2 separate regions of the Zea mays genome follow, and region 1 is linked to region 2. A link is a contact called in public Hi-C data. All regions are on one chromosome and are shown on one strand. Each heading gives the region's core, a stretch centred on a gene start, on an enhancer-like site or on the middle of the called end of the contact. The rest is flanking DNA. Distances are from core to core; before and after follow the strand shown. Region 1 holds the start of LOC103633644. Region 2 overlaps LOC103631890.

Region 1 (7,065 bases), core at 955-3,454, 71 kb before region 2:
ACGGTTAATGATGTCCTGCTTAAGTGCTTGGGCCCAGATGATGCTATATTAGCCATGGCCGAAGTACATGAAGGGATTTGTGGTACCCATCAATCAGCTCCAAAGATGAAGTGGTTGTTGCGAAGGTCTGGTTTTTATTGGCCTAGTATGACAACTGATTGTTTCAAGTACTACAATGGGTGCCAAGTGTGTCAAAAATTCGGCGACCTACAGTTGGTCCCTGCAGCCGAATTACATCCTATCATCAAGCCTTGGCCATTCAGAGGATGGGGATTAGACTTTATTGGAGAAATTCATCCTTCATCATCAAAGGGGCATCAGTTTGTGTTAGTTGCCACTGACTATTTCACCAAATGGACTGAAGCCGTTGCTCTAAAGAACATGACGCACAAGGAGGTAATTGAGTTCATAACTGAGCATATTATTCATAGATTCGGCATTCCCCAGACCTTGACTACAGATCAAGGTACTTCTTTTATGTCAAAGGAGGTACGTGAATTTGCTGAATTATACAGAATTAAGCTGCTTAATTCGTCTCCATATTATGCTCAGGCCAATGGACAGGCCGAGTCTAGTAATAGGACATTGATTAATTTGATAAAGAAAAAGGTATCTGATAATCCTAGACATTGGCATAAGATTTTGTCTGAAGCTTTATGGGCTCATAGAATATCTAAGCATAGTGCTACTAAAGTATCTCCTTTTGAGCTTGTCTATGGGCAGGAAGCAGTGTTACCTGTGGAAATAAGTTTGAATGCTGTCAGGTTTGCCAGACAAAATGATCTAACTACTACTGATTATTATAATTCAATGATGGATAATATTGATGAGGTGACCGACAAGAGGATGATAGCTTTGGGAGCAATAGAAAAGGACAAGATCATGGTAGCTAGGGCCTACAACAAAAAGGTCAAAGCAAAATCATTCCAAGTAGGAGACTTGGTGTGGAAGACCATTCTGCCTCTAAGGAATAAAGACCGAAAGTTCGGGAAATGGTCGCCAAGCTGGGAGGGTCCTTATAAAGTGAAACAGGTGATGTTTGGTAACGCTTATTTACTACAAACATTACAAGGCAAGGATTTACCTAAGGCTTTGAATGGGCGTTTCCTCAAACAGTACCATCCTAGTATGTGGCAAGATGCCTAAGAAAACCGATGTGATCACATCGAGTTAGTTGCTTTTGGTTCGCCCAGCTCCACCAAAAGGCAGGGGGGCATATGTTCGAACCGGTTTTGAGCCGGCGGACGGTCCGGCCCTGAGGCCGGACGGTCCGCGGTCCGGACGGTCCGCGCGTGCGCAGAACAGATTAGGGTTCCGAGTTTTGTGCTACGGTTGTTAGCTATATTCGCGGGATTAGCTCGGAATCAGTTGTGTAAAGGGTCCAGCCCCCCTCCTCTATAAATAGAGAGGTCTACGGCCGATTTGTAATCATCAACAATCGAATCAATACAACTTTTATTCGCATTTTATCCTAGGAGTAGTTTTAGTCTAGTTTAGGTTTAGCCACTCGATCCCCAAATTCTCCGCCTCTCCTCGACTCTACGTCGATTAGAGGAGTCTAGGTCGGCCTGCCCGAGCCTAGACAACCCCTAGGATCTCTCCTCCCCGACGGGGTCCCTCCCGGGAGCGAGATCCAGGCGCCGCCGGCGATCTTCCGCCGCCCCTGCGTACGCGCGGACCGTCCGGCCCTAGGGCGCGGACCGTCCGGCCGTCAGGCAGAGAAGCCCTAGCCGCGCACCAGGCCGCGGACCGTCCGGCCCCAGGCCGCGGACAGTCCGCCCCTGCGCAGAGAGTACCACCGCGCCTCGCACCAGGCCGCGGACCGTCCGGCCCCTGCGCGCGGACCGTCCGCCCCTGTGCAGAGGGCACCGCCACGGTTTTTGTTGAGTGTTTGGCGCTCCGAAAAGGCGTCAACAATTCCTCTGAAATTTCTGTGGTATACCGCCTAATTAAGAGTCTCGCATATATTACCGAAAAAAAACGAAAAAGCCAAGGGTGGGGGTACGTGTAGTTCAAACGGAATGAGGAGGAAGCGGAGGGAGGAAGAGACAAGCACGCACAAGCGGGGGCGCTGGGCCCGGGCGACCACTTCCTGTGGAGCCCACCTCGAGGTTGTGCGTTGCCATTGCCACCAAAGTACCGCACTGCACTACCGCTAGCTGGTACGTAACGTAGCAATCCTATGCTATGGGCTATGGCACAACCCCCACTCAGCTAGAGGATAGAGGCACTAGTACACTATAGCCTCGTCTCCATCAAGCAACGGGAGGCGTCGTCTCGTTTCCCCGCCTGCCTCTCTCTCTGTTCCAATTCCAATCCATCAGTTTCTTTCCTTCCTCCTGCTCCGGCGCAGTTTCTCCTCGACCTCGGTATAATTACCTGGCACTCACTCCACTACCCCCACTCCGGAGGAGGAGCTGAACCGCCCGCCGCCAGATTCGCACCTATATATATATACAGAGAGTCAGAGACACGAGTGACAGAGAGAGTACCTGGCCAGCGAGCTCGTCACGTACGTACGTGGCAGGTCGAGCAGTTGCGCACTCGTCTCAATGGTGGTGGTGGTGTCAGCGGCGGCAGCGGAGGAGGAGGAGGAGGACGTGACGGTGCGCGAGTTCGACGGCGCCAGCGACCACGACCGCGCCGCCGTGGAGCGCCTGGAGCGCGCCTGCGAGGTCGGCCCCAGCGCCGGCAAGCTCTGCCTCTTCACCGACCTCCTCGGCGACCCGCTGTGCCGCGTCCGGCACTCCCCGGCCTTCCTCATGCTCGTACGTTGTTATCCTGCCTGCCTGCCGCGGACCATCGGTATCCTAGCATGATCGATCGATCGCGGTCGCTGAAGCGCACGGTTTCGGTGGATGCCTTGCCTGCCTGCCGCAGGTTGCCGAGTCCGGCGCGGGCGGCGAGGTCGTGGGCGTGGTGCGCGGGTGCGTGAAGACCGTGGCGTGCGGGCGGCGCGGGCGGGACGACGAGCTCGAGCTCTTCTCCAAGGTGGGCTACCTGCTGGGCCTGCGCGTGTCGCCGGCTCACCGGCGCCGCGGCGTGGCGCGCGCGCTGGTGGCGCGGATGGAGGAGTGGTTCCGGCAGGCGGGCGCGGAGTACGCGTACGTGGCGACGGACCGCGCCAACGAGCCCTCGGTGCGGCTCTTCACCTCCCGCTGCGGGTACGCCAAGTTCCGCGCCCCGTCCGTGCTGGCGCACCCGGTGTTCCGGCACGACCTGGCCCCGCCGCGCCGCGCCGCGGTGGTCCGGCTGTGCCCCCGCGACGCCGAGCTGCTCTACCGCGCGCGGTTCGCGGGCGTGGAGTTCTTCCCGCGCGACATCGACGCCGTGCTGCGCAACCCGCTGTCGCTCGGCACGTTCCTGGCGGTCCCGGACGCGCGCGCGTGGCCCGGCGGCGGCGGCGCCGGCGCCGAGCCGTTCCTGGCGTCGCCGCCGGCGTCGTGGGCGGTGTGCAGCGTGTGGAACTGCAAGGACGCGTTCCGGCTCGAGGTGCGCGGGGCGCCGCGGCTGTGGCGGGCGGCGGCGCGCGCCTCGCGCGCCGCCGACCGCGCGCTGTCGCCGTGGCTCGCCCGCGTGCCGTCCGTGCCCGACCTGTTCCGGCCCTTCGGCATCCACTTCCTGTACGGGCTGGGCGGCGCCGGGCCCGACGCGCCGCGGCTGGCCACCGCGCTCTGCCGCCACGCGCACAACGCGGCGCGGCGCGCCGGCGCGCGCGTCGTGGCCACCGAGCTGGCCGCCTGCGACCCGCTCCGCGCCGGCGTGCCGCACTGGGCGCGGCTCGGCGCCGAGGACCTCTGGTGCATCAAGCGCCTCGCGGACGGGTACGGCGACGGCGCGCTCGGCGACTGGACCAAGGCGCCCCCCGGCGCCTCCATCTTCGTGGACCCGAGGGAGTTTTAGGCAGTTTTTTTTCTCCCTCCATGGAGGGATGTACATACAGGATCCAAAAAAGAGGGCGGGTAGCTTAATTTAGAGGAAATGAGATTAATTTAGAGTTTGAGTGTGCTGTTACAGTAACGCTTTTACATCACATCAATGGACAAGTTGCAAGCAAATCTTGTTTTATTTGCACCATCTCGAATGGATTCAGGATCGATTGATGCATGGTGATGATTGACACGCATGATCATGACTGGATCGGCAAGGCAATGACAAGGACGCCGCCTTAATAATGGCGTGCAAGTACAATTAATATCTATCCTCCACATAAACACTCCTGCTACTGTACATATATTCGGATTGAGAGGAAACGGAACGGTAGCTGTCTGGCAAGCATGCCGACACTCTGTCCCGGCAGACATTCCAAGCCAAGCCAACCCAATGATGGTGTCCTGTACAATGTTGTCGACATGTTGTACTGCAGCGACTGTTTCAAGAGAAGCCCGCTGTAACGTGTGACTGAGAATGGATTTGGCCCTGCCTACCTACTACTGCCTGCCAGTGCCAATCATTTGAACGCCTCAGCTCCTCTTTTTTTTTTTCCTATGCATGGGCAAAGCGATCATGCACGCACGCACGCAATTTGCTTCTACTCATGGAGCACGGGAATGGAGTACAACTGTTGCGATATGCTTCTCCTCATCCTGATCCACGCACGACCTGCCAGAAGAAAGATAAAAGAAGACAAGAAGAAATAAAAGGAAGCCCGGGCCCGCGAACTGGTCTGCGTGTGATTCGGCTTCGGGCAGCCCAATATCTGATTCGTGGCCCACGAATACGATAGGTCCATCGAGCTCAATTATTGGCCGGCTTCGTCTGCGTGCGTTCGCGCGTGCTCAAAAGTTGTTTGCTACTATCGTGTACTATCGGGATCTCCACATGACTGGACGCACCTCCATCCATCCGATAGGTTGCATGCCTTTTATACATTTCTTCTCCTCCTTTGCGTTGGTCACTCATTCTCAAATGTTATAAGTCAAGCAACACAAATGTTAATGGTAAGAGACCTTCGTCCTTTGAAACACTATATCCTTTAGAATATAATGATCTTCGGACGAAGGCTATGAAAGACAGATCTTCATCATATAAATATGTAAAAACAAGAATATATAAGACATAAAAGAACATGAATAATTATATTAAATCCTTAAATCATCAACATTTTCCTTACATGATCATGAACAAATATTAACGGTATTAAATTACATTTGTACCTTCGACTTGACAGAAGGTTGTAATACAAGAGTGACGTGCGAGTGATTATAAGTCAGCGTGAATAGTACGAGGTTACTATTCACCTATTTATAGGCACGGGACGTAGCCCGTCTGAAATTACATCCATGTCCTTGATACTTACTATTGACTAAGGAGTAATCTATCGAGGGCTGGGCAGTATATTCCCCTTTAGGTCGGTTCTATTCTCCATCGCTGCCCTTGCGCTAAGCCGAAGCTTCTTCATTCGTAGCTTCGGCGCTAGTTCATCCTTCTCCCAGACTGCGTCTTTCATACTGTGTACAGCTTCATCTTAAGACCGAAGGTTCCTGTGACAACATATTATACTCGAAAAGCATGTTAGTCGTGTTTTTGAGGATCTTTCGGAAGATGAAGGCCCCCAACAGTTGCCCCTCGCAGTATTAATTTGTTCTTGTAACAACGAATTCAGACTGCGACGCGAATAAAGGCCTTAAGCCGAAGGTCCGAAAAAACACCTTCCCTTCGCTAGAATAGCGAAAGTCAATGACGACATTTGGTATGCCATTTCTGCTCCTCGCGTTATTTTCTCAAACTTTTAATTCTCTTGCGACCAGCTCTTGCTTGATTTTTCAAACTTTGTGATAGACTGAAGTTTTGAAGAAATGTCTGAGGAGAAGAAGATTTCTAATGTGACGAAGGTGGCTGAGGAGAAGAAGGCTGTGGACCCGTTTATTGCTGGGTTTTATGAATCTATGGCAAAAACGAATACAGAGAAGATCACCAAGGAGATAATGGAGGATTTATCTGAAGATTCTGATGACAGTGATGACTTTGATGTGGAGAATGGAGACGAAGATTCTAAAGATCGGCCCTGGCGACCAAGCCATACTATCTTTGGAAAAATCGACCATTAAACAAAGTCAGGTTGACGCCATAAGGGGAAGGTACTTTGGTGATATGTCTATTGTGAGGATTGGAGGAGACAGCACCGCACCTGCTCCTGAAGAAAATGAAGTTGTTGTTTACCGAAGCTTTTTGAAGGCAGGCCTTCGGTTCCCATTGAGCTAATTCGTGGTTGAAGTGTTGAAAATATTCCAGATCTTTCTTCACCAAATTACTCCCGAAGCTATAATTAGGATGGGTTGTTTGTTTGGGCTGTAAGAAGCCAAGGGCTAGAACCGAGCGCAAAGTGTTTCTGCAATATACACGAACTATTGTATGAGACGAAGGCTACTTGGAAAGAACAGTATTACAACAACTTCGGTTGTTATGGATTTATTGCCCGTCCCAATGCAAGCTACCCTGTTCCAACATTTCGGAAAAGGTGGCCCGGGGCCTGGATGGAGGAATGGTTTTATGTCAAGAATAATCTGATTGAGAGGGAGGACATTAAGGAAATTATCCAGTGCCGGTCTGGTCTCGCTTTGGCCTTCGAAGGCCGAGGGTGGCGATTGAAAATGATGACGAAGCATGTCAAAAGGCCTTCAACAATGTCTGTGCTTTCATTGGTACACGAGACCTGATCCAAGAGCACATAGCTTACAGGGTATGGTCACTTGTGGATAGCTGGGAAATGCCGAAGGAGACTGTTATCGGGTCTAGCAAAGGTGGATTAGTTAATATACCTTCAGGTTCAGAGACCGGTTTGACGAACCAAACAACGACTGGCTGAAAAGTATTAAGGCTACTAGCGATGAGTTGCTTGGGGCATATACCAAAGCCGAAGATGATGCTTTGTCCTCGTCCTTCGGGGGTCGGATCAAGAAAAGATTGAACAGAGTTTTTGATGCGATTGGTTTCATATATCCTGATTATTGCTATCCTTCGCGGAGGCAAGGAAAAAAGAGGAAAGCTGCCACTTCGGCCATTCCTGCCACGCCGAAGGGCAAGAAAATTAAAGTTTTGACCCACAGGCCCAGATATATAGAA
Region 2 (6,933 bases), core at 3,150-5,649:
GTCTTGCGACCCAGCTTGCTCACCAGGTCGCGGCAGGTGGTGCCGGCGAGGAACGCGCCGATGACATCCGAATCGGTGATGTTGGGCAGCTCGGTGCGCTGCTTCGAGAATCGCCGGATGTAGTCCCGGAGAGACTCTCTCGGCTGCTGTCGGCAGCTTCGGAGGTCGCAGGAGTTTCCAGGGCGCACGTACGTGCCCTGGAAATTGCCGGCGAAGGCTTGGACCAGGTCGTCCTAGTTGGAGATCTGCCCCAGAGGCAGGTGCTCCAACCAGGCGCGAGCGGTGTCGGAGAGGAATAGGGGGAGGTTGCGGATGATGAGGTTGTCATCGTCCGTTCCACCCAGTTGGCAGGCCAGCCGGTAGTCTGTGAGCCACAGTTCCGGTCTCGTCGCCCCCGAGTACTTTGTGATAGTAGTCGGGGTTCGGAATCGGGTCGGGAACGGCGCCCGTCGTATGGCGCGGCTGAAAGCCTGCGGACCGGGTGGTTCGGGTGAGGGACTTCGATCCTCCCCGCTGTCGTAGCGTTCCCCACGCCTGGGGTGGTAGCCTCGGCGCACCCTCTCGTTGAGGTGGGCCCGACAGTCGTGGTGATGGTGCTCGTTGCCGAGGCGACCCGAGGCCGCAGGCGCTGTGTTGCGCGTGCGCCCGGTGTGGACCGAGGCTTCCCGCATGAATCGGGAAGTCACGGCGCGATGTTCCGAGGGGTACCCCTGCCTTCGGGAGGCGGAGCTTTCGGCCCGTCGGACCGCGGTGCCCTCCAGGAGATTCTTGAGCTCTCCCTGGATTCGCCGCCCCTCGGTGGTTGTTGGCTCCGGCATCGAGCGGAGAAGCATTGCCGCTGCAGCCAGGTTCTGGCCGACTCCACTGGAAGCGGGTGGCGACCTCACCCTGACATCGTTAGCGATGCGGTGCTGGAAGCCCTAGGGTAGATGACGCACTTCCCCGGCCGGAGGTTGGCCCGCCCATTCGTGCCCGACGTCCCGATGGATCGGCTCAAGTGTTCCTGCTCCCTCGTCGAGCCTGGCCGGCACCCCGCGGATTTGCTCGAGCTGTGGGTCATGACCCCCCGCCTGAACGGGGACCATAGCTAGCTCCCGTAGGATGTCAACGCGAGGCACAGGCCTAGGGAGATCACTGTTCTCCGGCATACCAAGATGGTTGCCTTCGGAGGGACCCCCTAGATCGACGTGGAAACATTCATGACTTGGGCCGCAGTCCACGTCGTCGTGGCTGCGGCTACCGTCGGAACAGTCGGAAAGGCAGTAGTCGCATGCGGTCATGAAGTCCCGCATGGCACTGGGGTTACCAAGTCCGGAGAAATCCCAACAGAAGTCGGGCTTGTCATCTTCCTTGGACCCCGAGGGCCCGTAGGTCGAGACGTCCGTCAGCCGGTCCCAGGGTGACCGCATACGAAACCCCAGAGGGTTTGGATTTGCCTCTATGAGAGCGTCCGCCAAAGCGAAGTCGCTTGGCGGGTCGAGGCTGAATCCAAAGGGCGTGAGATGGGAATCGGTGGGTACCTCTTGGTCGACGGGCGGTGACGAAGTCACGTCAGGGACTGACTGCACCATCGTCTCAGGTACGAGGGTGACGCCCAGCAAGCCTTTCGCGAGCGTGCTGGCGTCGTCCGTTTGCTTGGAATTGGCGTGTTGCGGGGAGACGGCGCTCGTCTTCGTCTCAAACGCGAGGTCGATGCCCGACGTGCCCCCCGTTGGGGCGCCGGCGCCGTCGACTTGCTCGACAGCCGACGAGGTGCCGCCTCCTGCTTGGCCTTGGTTTCCCCGCCTCCTCCTCTGTCGGCGGGGGAGAGGGCGGGGTGAGCTCGAATGTTGTTCTTCCACCACGCGGGGTAGACGTCGTCGATTCCGCCGCCGGCGGGCGGGCTATCGGCCGCCATTGTCGCTGTCGTACGGCGGGGGAAGGAGTATCATGTCATAGCTGCCGTCGAGGGACATGAACTCAAGACTCCCGAAACGGAGCACCGTCCCGGGCTGAAAAGGTTGCTGGAGACTGCCCATCTGGAGCTTGACGGGAAGCTGTTCGTCAACACGCAGCAGGCCCCTACCTGGCGCGCCAACTGTCGGCATTTCGAGACCGGGGGGGTCCCTGGACCGACGAGTGAAATGTCGCCGCGTGCCCCAACCCAGATGGGTCGGCGCGAGACGGAGCGCGAAGGGGGGAAAAAGGCAGCCGGAGAGAGAGAGAGGTGGAAATCCCGCGGCCCTCGTGTTTGTCCTGCGCCCAGGTCGGGTGCGCTTGTAGTAGGGGGTTACAAGCGTCCACGCGGGAGGGGAGCGAGCGGCCTCACGTGAGCGTCTGTCCCGTCCTCTTCCCCGCGCGGCCAACCCTCTGTAAGAGGGCCCTAGTCCTTCCTTTTATAGGCGTAAGGAGAGGATCCAGGTGTACAATGGGGGGTGTAGCAGAGTGCTAACGTGTCTAGCGGAGGAGAGCTAGCGCCCTAAGTACATGCCATCGTGGCAGCCGGAGAGGTTTTGGCACCCGGTTCGTGTGGTGTCGTGGCCGTCGGAGGAGCGCTGGAGCCTGGCGGAAGGACAGCTGTCGGAGCTGTCGAGTCCTTGCTGACGTCCTCTTGCTTCCGTAAGGGGGCTGAGAGCCGCCGTCGTCATAGAGCGTGCGGGGCGCTATCATTGCTTGTCTGGCGGAGCGAGCCAGACGGGACGCCGGTCTTGTTTCCCGTAGCCTGAGTCAGCTTGGGGTAGGGTAATGATGGCGCCTCTTATTGACGTGGTCGGTCCGTGCCCTAGGTTGGGCGATGTGGAGGCTCCTCCGAGGTCGAGGTCGAGTCTGTCTTCCGAGGCCGAGGTCGAGTCCGAGCCCCTGGGTCGGGCGAGGCAGAGACCGTCGGCTGAGGCCAGGGCTGAGTCCGAGCCCTGGGGTCGGGCGAAACGGAGTTCGTCGTCTTCCGGGGCTGAGCCCGAGTCCGAGCCCTGGGTCGGGCGGAGCGGAGTTCGCCGTCTTCCGGGGCTGAGCCCGAGTCCGAGCCCTGGGTCGGGCGGAGCGGAGTTCGCCGTCTTCCGGGGCTGAGCCCGAGTCCGAGCCCTGGGTCGGGCGGAGCGGAGTTTCCTATGGTGCCTGAGGCCGGGCTTGACTGCCTGTCAGCCTCACTCTATCGAGTGGCACAGCAGTCGGAGCGGCGCAGGCGGCGCTGTCCTTCTGTCAGGCCGGTCAGTGGAGCGGCGAAGTGACTGCGGTCACTTCGGCTCTGTCGACTGAAGGGCGCGCGTCAGGATAAAGGTGTCAGGCCACCTTTGCATTAAATGCCCCTGCGATTTGGTCGGTTGGCGTGGCGATTTGGCCATGGTTGCTTCTTAGCGAAGACTGGGCCTCGGGCGAGCCGGAAGTATGTTCGTCGCTGGAGGTGGGCCTCGGACGAGATGGAGATCCTCCGGGGTCGGCTGCCCTTGCCCGAGGCTAGGCTCGGGCGAGGCATGATCGAGTCCCTTGAATGGACCGATCCCTGACTTAGTCGCACCCATCAGGCCTTTGCAGCTTTGTGCTGATGGGGGTTACCAGCTGAGAATTAGGAGTCTTGAGGGTACCCCTAATTATGGTCCCCGACAAAACTATTTACAAAGTGGAATTTAAAATAATAAGTGAGATAAGATGTGAGATAGGGAGGCTGCCAGAGATAGCCTTACCACCCACTAGTAGAAAAAGGCTCAAAGTTGCGCCGCAGTATATTTTTACAGGCGAATTCGATTATCAACCGTCTGTAGTATTTTTAGTGATGGTTCCTTAATAAAACCGTCACTAGAAATCGTATTTCTACAGGTGGTTTTCTTAAGTAACCGCATGTAGAAATACGATTTCTAGTGGCGGTTTTCTTAAGGAATCGTCACTAGAAATAATTTTTATCCTTAATTTTTTGAGTTTTTAAACAACCTCGTATGATGAAACTACCAAAATAAAAGTTGTATATCTCTAAAAGTTATAAAACTTTGTAGTTGACAACTTATCTATTAGACATTATTTCGGCTCTCAAAAATTGCATCTAAATTTGTCAAATTTAAAAGTCAAATTTTGCAAACGACCTCGGATGAAAAAATGTCAAAACGAAAGTTGTATAACTTCAAAAGTTGTACAACTTTGTAGTTGACAACATTTTTATCTGAAAGTTAAAATCGGAGTAGCAATATTCTACACGTTGAGACAAAACTTTAGGCTCGAGAACCACTAAAATCGGAGTTAAAATGAATTAGATATAAATTTTCTAGGCTTTTAGAATTAATTTTATACTAGAAATTAAATTTCAAAGTTTATTTATATAAATTTTAAAACTACAAGACCTCGGGTTCAAATATTTAGGAGCGCATGGTGCTCGGTGTAAAATCTAGGACCTATATGCATTGATCTTTACATAAAGGTGGACTGTGGGTTGATTCGACCAAAGAGCAGGGGATCTTTAGTATATTTTCACGGCTGAAGGGGTATCTTGTGTTCTGGATCGCTTGATCAGAAACCAATGGCCTTAAATCCTGGATCAACAGCTAAAGGGGTATATTGGTTATGAATCGATATGCTATCATCACCTTTAGATCCCGGATCAACTTTCCACACATGACCATGTCCTGCTCTAATCCCGCCTTTCTAATCCAACATTTACGGTTCAGATATAATGTGGTGAAGGGGTGATTGGCGTTCTAATCCTAGTTGTTGCCTCTCCGATCAACGCCCCAAGTTCATCCCCTCCTTCCCTAGGTGGAACGCGGTAGCGCACGTGTTGTCCGCGGCGGCGCCCTCATCAGAGTTCAGTGAAATGACGCCCAAGTGCTCGGCGCTCTAGACGAAATGGTGCTACATGACGCTGGGGGCTAGCGAAACGTGTCGACATGTTCTTACCTGGAGAGATGGTGCCAATACTGATGTCCATGACGCAGGGCGGCTTGCGACGATGGTATTGGTTCGGTGAGCAATTCCTCGGGGGCCTGACTTCTTCTTCGTACGTGTCACACCCGGTTTTGGAAGGCAAACCGAATGCGAACCATGTACGTGCCAGGATCAGAAACTCGCGTACACAACGATTACATAATTGGACATCATCACACATTACTCAAAGTAAATAGCGGAAAGGTACTTTATTACATCAAGATGTCCAATACATCCACATAGTCTATAACATAGTCATTAACATAATCAAAGTGTGGAATATGAAGCGTAGAAGATAGGGCCTTCATAGGAAGCTGACTGGGGGTTTGCCACTAAGATAATTAGAACTCGTTGTAGTCCTGAAACTCCTCAGAGTCCTCCATGTTGCCAGCATCTCCTCCTAAGCACTGAATACAGTGGGGACAACCTAGGGTGGGGTGATTTTTAAAGCAAGGGTGAGTACACATCAACGTACTCAACAAATGTCCTGTTTGACTAAAGTGGACTAGCTATGTATGGAGTTAAGATTAAACAGTAGCTTTTAGTTGGTCACATATTTATTACTATTAATAGAGCCAAGTTTTAGTAATAAACCCAATTATTACCCAAATGTACTCCCTCCAAGAGGAAATACCAGAGATCTTAATTATGACCATCATCATTAAACATCATCATAAAAGTATCCAAAGTTCTTCTAATCAAAGAGGATCCCAAGGCCGCTCTTAACTATGAGCTCGGCTGATATACCAGTTTCTAACACTCTGTAGAGGTTTCATATTTTACCCACGAGTCGTGATCCCTTTTTGCCTCGGGTCGATCAAACCCTCAAACACTACCAAGGTGAGTCGGCAAGGTTTCACTACGTAGCCTTTACAAAGACTCCCTTGGTGCATAGCTGCTCATTAGGTTTCGCCAGTCGTACAAACGCAGTACACCTCCCTAAGGTGGGTGACTAACAAAACCAAATCAAATGAAACTCTGCACCCCCCTTGGCAGAGCGAGCACTACGCCCCGACCCCCATTGACGACCCTCCAGCAAAGCCAACTACACCCCAGGTTCATCTAATTATTCAGCTCCGGGCATCCCATTCCACCGTCATGGTTGCACTGTTATTCTGGGTTGTCACTCAACGAACAGGTCCTTACGGAGAGGTACTCAGGAAAATAGTTCGAGTCCCCTAGAGTATCACAAGATCATCATCGGGATAACATCATCGTATCATAAATGTTCACTTCATGTTCATTGATTAAAGTAAACAATAGCATGAAGCTAACCATAGTAACCCAAAAGGTAATCAAGGATAAGATAAATACAGACTAGTCAATCCTTAGGTTTCAATAATGTATTGCGGGATGGTGGATTATAAAGTAAATAGGACATAATAGGTCAGAGGACACTTGCCTTCACCAGGTTGTTGCTCAGGAAGATCTTCGGCAACACACTCAGAAACCATGGGCTGCTCGTTGTCTAAATAAAGCGATCATACATTCAATACATTTGGAAAAAGACAAATGAACTACACACCAAACATGCAATCAAGTTAATACAAGCTTGACAGGACATTATAAACACAAAAGATAAACCTAAATGCTAGGGATTATTACATTTAGGGATTAGTGATTCTCTGAACATTATGGATCACATAACTTAGTTCTACTAATTTTAGTGAGACACAAAATTATACTAGGGATCAATTCACACATGGCATATTATTAATCTCACAAAATTATACATCTAAGTACCATTAGGGTTTCTTTTTTATTTATCTTATTAAACAAATAAATTATTACATAAACAAACCTATAGTCTAAGCATAAAATTAAAGTGTACAGACTGTGGATGAACATAATTTATTTGAATAGAGAATATTCCTATGAACATTTTGCAATTTGAATCACTCAATTTGGAGTTCATATGAAAAATTTTGAAATAAATAAGTTTTGAAGTTTGAAATACAAAATTAGGTCTAAATGAGTGATTATTTAAAAGGTCAGGGGTTTGTTTATAAGATGTTAGGGGTCTGCGCGTGAATTTATAGGACTGCA

What was found. A called contact is a pair of places that touch in the nucleus more often than the background predicts.
Region 1: a Hi-C map of leaf shows a contact between it and region 2, with 3 times the contacts expected there. The contact joins the promoter of LOC103633644 here to the enhancer-like site in region 2. A contact is called at or near these places in 5 of 25 Hi-C or Micro-C datasets (ear, endosperm, leaf and 1 more).

What each region holds. Positions count from the first base shown.
Region 1 is chr7:2,337,379-2,344,443 of Zm-B73-REFERENCE-NAM-5.0, reverse strand. LOC103633644 reads left to right here and starts at 2,204. Exons shown (of 2, transcript XM_008655363.4): 1 at 2,204-2,768; 2 at 2,881-4,097. The coding sequence starts at 2,553. The coding sequence ends at 3,903.
Region 2 is chr7:2,269,132-2,276,064 of Zm-B73-REFERENCE-NAM-5.0, reverse strand. The region is part of intron 1 of LOC103631890; the gene reads left to right. Among protein-coding and RNA genes, the nearest start is that of LOC103631890, 15 kb to the left of the region's middle. Within about 2 kb of position 4,399, at least 6 of the 20 cell types and tissues checked have an H3K27ac peak or open chromatin away from gene starts, as enhancers often do. A contact at or near this core is called in leaf, where this site is marked.